Linked DNA regions of Mus musculus: region 1 is linked to region 2. Evidence: chromatin contacts called from public Hi-C data. All regions are on one chromosome and are shown on one strand. The core of a region is the stretch at or near the end of the contact, and the rest is flanking DNA. Distances in the headings are between cores, read along the strand shown.

Region 1 (3,468 bases), core at 579-3,078, 1.2 Mb before region 2:
TTGACCCCTTCAGCCCACCCTTATTTAACCTCCTTTGCTTGTACAATTCTGAGCCACCTCCAATAGAATGACATCTAAACTAGCAGGGCTTAGTGGTAAATTCTGTAATCACAGCAGTTGAGAGGTGGCGGCAGGAGGATCCGGAGCTGAAGGCCAGTCTCAGCTACATACAGTTCAAAGTCGGCCTAGGCTACGTGAGACCTTATGTCAGGGAGGGAAGAGCTGGCGAAATAGCTTGGCAGTTCTAGAGGGCTTGCTGCTCCTCTAGAGGTGCTGGGTTCAGTTCGCAGCCTTCACATCAGGCAGCTCTTTGATTGCCTGTAACTCCAGCTTGTGAGGGTCTGAAACCCTCTTCTGCCCTCTTGTGCTTACTTGCATGCATGTGCACACATAAATAAAACAACAAAAATCTGAACCCCTGAATCTGCCTAACCCTGCCACTCTCCCCTCTTTTCTCCCCGGAGTAAGCAACACCCGCTACACCTCATGTCCTCTACCTGCCTAGGCTTTCTTCAGGCACCACCCTACCTCTCCCCCGCCCCCGGCCACGCGCATCTCCCCACCCTTGCCAAAGTTCCTGCCTTTACTGACACCTGCATTAGATGAGGCTTCAGTCGGGGAAAGTGTGTGGACCAACCCTTCCTCTCCATTAACCATGAAGGCAGAGGCGTCTTCATCAGCTCATGCCCAGCTGAGCATAACGCCCAGGTGCGAAAGTTAGACGCAGTCAGCTCTTAACTTTTGGAGTGTCGAGGTGCCTAGAATCCCAAGAAAAGCACCATCTATTCAATGAATGCTTGTCCATCTTATGTAGCTTGATCGGCCATGCTGTGACCTCTATAACTGTGAAGAGCCTTGGGACCGCTCCAATCCCTCTGCATCCTTGATGCTCCAAACTCTTGTAGTGCGCCCAGGGGGATCTGCAGGTCCTGTGTGAGCCTGCCCTGGTGTTCCGGGCCTCTGCTGCCCTCTCCCGGGTCAGGTAACCCCCACAAGGGAGCTGATCCCAGGTGCGCAGACCAATTACTTGAAAGAGAAGGCCAGAATGCTACACAAAGATTGGCTAAGGCCATTGTCCCTCTTTTTTTTCTGCACGGTTGGGGAAATCGAGGCACGGATTTACCTAAGGCCATGCAGGGTGTGCGCAAAGACCGCTAGGGCGGAGTGCTAGCTCTGCAGGCCTGCGCCCTAAGGTGAGGGGGTGGGGAGCTGGCTCAGCCCTACAGCGGGTCTGCGGCAGGGACCGGCCGGGGTGGGGCTACCGTTTGTCTAGCGTCCGGCAGAAGTCAGCTCTCATCCAGCCAGGGGCAGCTCCAGCAAGCAGTTGCAGCCACCAGAGGTAATCCCTGCTTCGCCGAGCGCCGGCTGGGCTGGAAGACAGCTGCAACCCAGAGGCACGCGGGGGCGCAGGAGGCGGGTGGAGGACTGTGTTGGCGGCGTCACTGAGCCGGATCGTCCCCAGTACCTTCCCGGAGGGCGACATAGGGTGGGGCCGGCGGCTCTGCAACTCGAGCTGCGGCCCTAGTTAAAAATACCCCTTGCCCTACCCTCTCTCTGGCCGGCGGTGCCCTTCTGTCCCAGTCCAACCCTTCTCACCCGGACCGGCGACCGGCTCCTCCCGGGAGACAACTCTGCCATTTACCAATTTGTCCTCTCGCAGAGCTGGCTTAGAGTCTGCAGAGGAAGGGGGCGGGGGGAGGGGACTGAAAGACACCCTAAGTAAGAGATAGTAAAAAAGTGTTGCGGGGGAGATAAGGGAGAGCCTAGAGGGAGCGGGGTAAGAGCCTCGGGCGTAGGTGGAGGACCAGGGAGGGAGGGACCAGGGCCGAGGGGCGGTGGAGGAGGGCGGGGAGGAGGGCAGGGAGGAGGGCAGGGAGGAGCGCTCTTCCTGGTTGGGCCCTGCCCTGAGCTGCCACCAAGGAAGCCAGCCCCAGGGACCGCAGCAATCTCCCAAACTCCCCTTCCCCAGGTAAGAAGTTGGGTGTCCAGACTACGACTGTTTGACCCAGGCCACTGCTTCTGGGGTTAGGGGGCTGTCGCTGATCAGCCCCTGCTTCAGGTCTTCTGTGTGTTTGCCTGAGGGTTAAGGGTCCGGAAGCAGCTCAACCCAGGCGCTCAGCTCAACCTGTCCGCTGTAGCTGGGCCAGTGTCCAGTGCTCTGATGTTCAGCTTGTGGAAAGGCATCAGTGCGTGGAGTTTTCAGTTCCTAAGCCGAGGAAAGGGGCAAATGAACTAGATGCTTGGCAGCTTTGTGGAGGGGAAGTTACAGGCAGGCAAATGGTGTCAGGGATCGTACCTGGAGTACCTCTGCTCTGCTGCTGTGGCTGGCCTCCACCCTATCCTACCTGCCTGGATGGCTGATACCAAACTGTCACCTCTGGGCGGTAAGAATAGGGAAAAGAGAGGTGGTGACCAGGATACCTAGAAACTGGACACCCCTTTCCAGATTCTGAGAGCCTAACAACAAGGTGGCTGAGAGTCCCAGGCACTGTAAAGGGAGCAGTGACCCATGTTTGGGGAGGAATGAGTCCAGGAGAATGTCGGCAGGCAGTTGTGTTTTATCCCTGGGAAGGCCTGCATCTCTACCAGGCCCATGTGTTCCCCAGGATGACAGAGGAGTTAATCACCCCTGTGTACTGCACCGGGGTGTCAGCCCAAGTACAGAAGAAGCGGGACAAGGAGCTGGGCTTGGGCCGCCATGAAAACGCCATCAAGTACCTGGGCCAGGATTATGAAACGCTTCGGGCAAGATGCCTGCAGAGTGGGGTCCTCTTCCAAGACGAGGCCTTCCCTCCGGTTTCTCATAGCCTGGGCTTCAAGGAACTGGGTCCTCATTCCTCTAAAACCTATGGCATCAAATGGAAGCGGCCTACGGTAAGAGGGCCACTCTGGGTGGAACTTGGTTCTGATGGTGGTGGGCAATGGGACTGGGCCCCCCCATTATTCGTGGTGTCTGGGTACCAGTTTCTAGGAGGGACTGGCCCAGGAACATGACCGTGGGTCTTGTAGGAACTGATGTCAAACCCCCAGTTCATCGTGGATGGAGCCACCCGGACAGACATCTGCCAGGGAGCACTGGGTAGGCCCCCAGGGGTGGGGTTCTGGGCGTTTGCCCCATTGTAGTTCTCCGTTCCCGTTCCATTGGGCACTGCCCCAACTCCTCCCTCCTGCAGGTCCAGACAGGTTTTGACTATCAGCATAGGTGCTGGTTCGCCCAGATTCCTGGGTCTTTTCTGTAAGCGGAGGGGAGATGAAGGGTACCCCACCCAGGGAATCCCTGGTGGCCCCCGGCATCCCACATACACAGCACCTCCCTCCCCTGGGCAGATCCGGAAAGCAAGCCTGATGAGGGTCTTTCCTATTCCAGGGGACTGTTGGCTCCTGGCTGCCATTGCCTCCCTCACCCTCAACGAGACTATTCTGCACCGAGTGGTTCCCTACGGCCAGAGCTTTCAGGATGGCTACGCT
Region 2 (3,012 bases), core at 104-2,603:
CCCTATGCATTTCTGGGTGCATATTGAGATGTGGCTGTGCATTTTAGATCCCCTCTGAAAGGGCCTGTGCAGGACAGCAGAACTTGTATTACAGATCTCAGGTGGCTTTTACTCAGTCTCAGGTGCTGCAGAATGAAGCCATGGCCATATTTAATGTCATATTGTTACTTTTTAAGGGGCCTATTTCCTAGCCTTAAATTATAGACTAATTTTCTGCTATAGAATCCAGTAGCTTATTTTCTGTCTCTGCCTTTTGTTTGACTTTTTCTTTCTTTTGTGGCAGTTTTGGGAGGTAGTATGCTCTATTTGTTATTTTACTCCCAATCATCCTGTTCTCATGAAGTTCCCCCTGCTTTCTGCCTGTTCACCTTTAAGTTCTCCATTCAGCACCTTTCCCGGTTATCTCCATCTTAAGAAGCTGCGTTGCAGAGGGTCATGACTAAAGTTGCTTGCTCAATGAGTATGGGATTATGTGAAGCAGCCAGTGGGTGAGAAAAATGTGATGAGGGAATTTGGACCCTGTGAAGAATGTTCGTTTGTACTTGTTTACAGCTGATTGTCACAAGCCTTTTTTCCAAGGTCAGTTTTAGGGAATTTAAACTTAGTTTTGGCTAATGGAGCCCAATAAAACCAAACAAAATCAAAAATTGCTGTTCCCGTTTTTTGTTTTGTTTTTTGTTTCTTCTCTTGGCGGGGTGAAGTTGGGGTGGGATGGGGTGTCGATTTTCAATCTCTGTTTTTCACACCTTTTGGGGAGGTGGGAGGCTGTTTCCTAAAGGGAACCTTAACCCCTGTGTCTCCTACGTCTCTGACCACCCTATTGTCTGGGCCATTGAACTGTTATCGAAGCTGGATCCACTGACTGTTTTAGAGTTTTAAAATTACATAAAGATACTTATAATTTTGGTAACTTGAGACTCAGAAGGACTACATTGGAAAGTGGGGGTTGCTTTTTAAGTAGGGGCGGGAGCTTGGCTATCGCCGGGAGGTCTGGGTAGGTTGACTGATGCAATATCCACGTTGCGGGGCGTGGTGACGCTCAGCTAGGGACCGGTGCGGAATTGTGGTGACAGAACTTGAATTTTGTCAGGATGTGCACGTGTAAGTGACAAAATGTGAAAGCTTAACAAAGTTGGGAGCCACGAAGCTACAGGTTGCCCCACTGACGCACGGCACCTTGTTCATTCTGCCTAATGGCTGGCCGCGCTTTGAAGAATTCCGCGTTTCTAGCTCCACCTTCAGATGGACCTCTTGCCCAATCAGTGGCTTCAGTTTCACTAGGCTGGGTGCTCATTGGCTTTCATATAAAAGGTCCAGGTTACTGACGTTTCCACCTCTTCCTGGCCTCTCAGGTAATTGGCGTTCCGGGTAACCAATCAGGAAGAGGATCTCCGGGAACGCCAGCCTTTTACTTTACCGAACGGCCAATCCGGTGGGTAGGTTCACCCCTCTTTCTACCCAGAGTCACTGCTGTGGCCGCCGCCATTTTAGCGTTTTGTCAGAACCGTCCGCGCTGCAAGGAGGAGGACCTGCAGGTATCCATGCGGTGAGATACTCCACGTTCTTCCACTGTGTTCTTTTCTCTGTTAAAAAAACTTACCTGACTCCGGTGGGTGTCAGGGTTGGCATAGTGGGGTTGCGGTCTGCGCACCCGTCCCTGAGAGCCGACATCGGTCCTCGACTTAGTGCGGTAAGCCTGAAACAACCTTCCTCCAAGTCCTCGTTCTCTACTCCCGGAATAGCTTTCTTTTGTCCACCTTACCCTCTGCTTTGCTCAATCTTCTTTGGGGTTTCCACCTAGATAAATCTTAGATTTAGGCTGGAGAATCTGTCATGCCCTGGGCATTGTTGGCTTCCTCACCAAACTGTAGCACCAGTCTTTGACCAGTTCTTCTGTAGGAGCCTGTAATGACATGCCCCACCCCCACCCCCACCCCAGAGGACTCCTCCTACTCGGGCATTTTCTATATTTCCCTGCTTTTTATCTGGTTGATCCCGGAACTCACTACTCCGAGTGAAATTCCCACTTTTCCGGAAATGGTTGCTAAGAGAGGAAGAGCTAATTTGAAGTAATTATAATTAGCAAGTCTAGTAGTTAGAATCTTGTTTTCAAATGTCAAAGTGAGTAGCTCTCAGTACCTGTAGCATTTTTTTTATTTATGCTGAAAACTTAGAGCGTTATTCCTTTGTCTGGGGCAGGGGAAGTGTAACTCAGTGGCGGAATACTTGCCTATAATGTACCGTGCTGTAGGTTGGAGCCACACCGCAAAATCCCCTTTGTCTACAAAAGTCTGCCTTGTTACATTTTTCCTCTTTATAGAACTTCTTGTGAGAAATAGAAGCAGGCTCTTGTTGAACTCCACATTTGTTACTGATTGGAGATGTAAGAGCATGCCTGTAGGAGAAAACTTTTGGGACTATGTGCTAAAGTGAAAGGAGATGATGGGAGCCATTTATTTATTTGATTTTTTTTTTCCCTTTTTTTAACAGTTGCTATGGACTTGAGGTCTTCTCCTAAAAATCTTGTTTCTCTACTTGCAGGCTGTGTGGAGATGGTGAAGCTGTTCATTGGAAATCTGCCCCGGGAGGCCACAGAGCAGGAGATCCGCTCACTCTTCGAGCAGTACGGGAAGGTGCTGGAATGTGACATCATTAAGAATTATGGCTTTGTGCACATAGAGGACAAGACGGCCGCTGAGGATGCCATACGCAACCTGCACCACTACAAGCTGCACGGAGTGAACATCAATGTGGAAGCCAGCAAGAATAAGAGCAAAGCTTCAACCAAGTTACACGTGGGCAACATCAGCCCCACTTGTACCAACCAAGAGCTTCGGGCCAAGTTTGAGGAGTACGGCCCAGTCATCGAATGTGACATCGTGAAAGATTATGCCTTTGTACACATGGAGCGGGCAGAGGATGCGGTGGAGGCCATCAGGGGCCTCGACAACACAGAGTTTCAAGGTGAATCACTCTTTTGGAGTGCTCAGTACAAGGCTGTTAGGAATGAAT

What was found. Hi-C and Micro-C count contacts between places; a contact is called where the count stands out from the background.
Region 1: a Hi-C map of B cells shows a contact between it and region 2, with 6 read pairs. A contact is called at or near these places in 1 of 39 promoter capture datasets (the SN4741 cell line) and 1 of 484 Hi-C or Micro-C datasets (B cells).

The regions. Positions count from the first base shown.
Region 1 is chr19:6,013,607-6,017,074 of GRCm38.p6, reverse strand. It overlaps Capn1 (calpain 1), which reads left to right and starts at 1,828. Exons shown (of 22, transcript NM_007600.3): 1 at 1,828-1,969; 2 at 2,607-2,874; 3 at 3,010-3,079; 4 at 3,368-3,468. The coding sequence starts at 2,608. It overlaps Gm10814 (predicted gene 10814), which reads right to left. Exons shown (of 5, transcript NR_045783.1): 2 at 2,719-2,846; 3 at 1,263-2,206; 4 at 592-758.
Region 2 is chr19:4,792,350-4,795,361 of GRCm38.p6, reverse strand. It overlaps Rbm4 (RNA binding motif protein 4), which reads left to right and starts at 1,353. Exons shown (of 4, transcript NM_001290122.1): 1 at 1,353-1,546; 2 at 2,542-2,964. The coding sequence starts at 2,553. Gm21992 (predicted gene 21992) reads left to right here. Exons shown (of 3, transcript NR_157185.1): 2 at 1,353-1,546.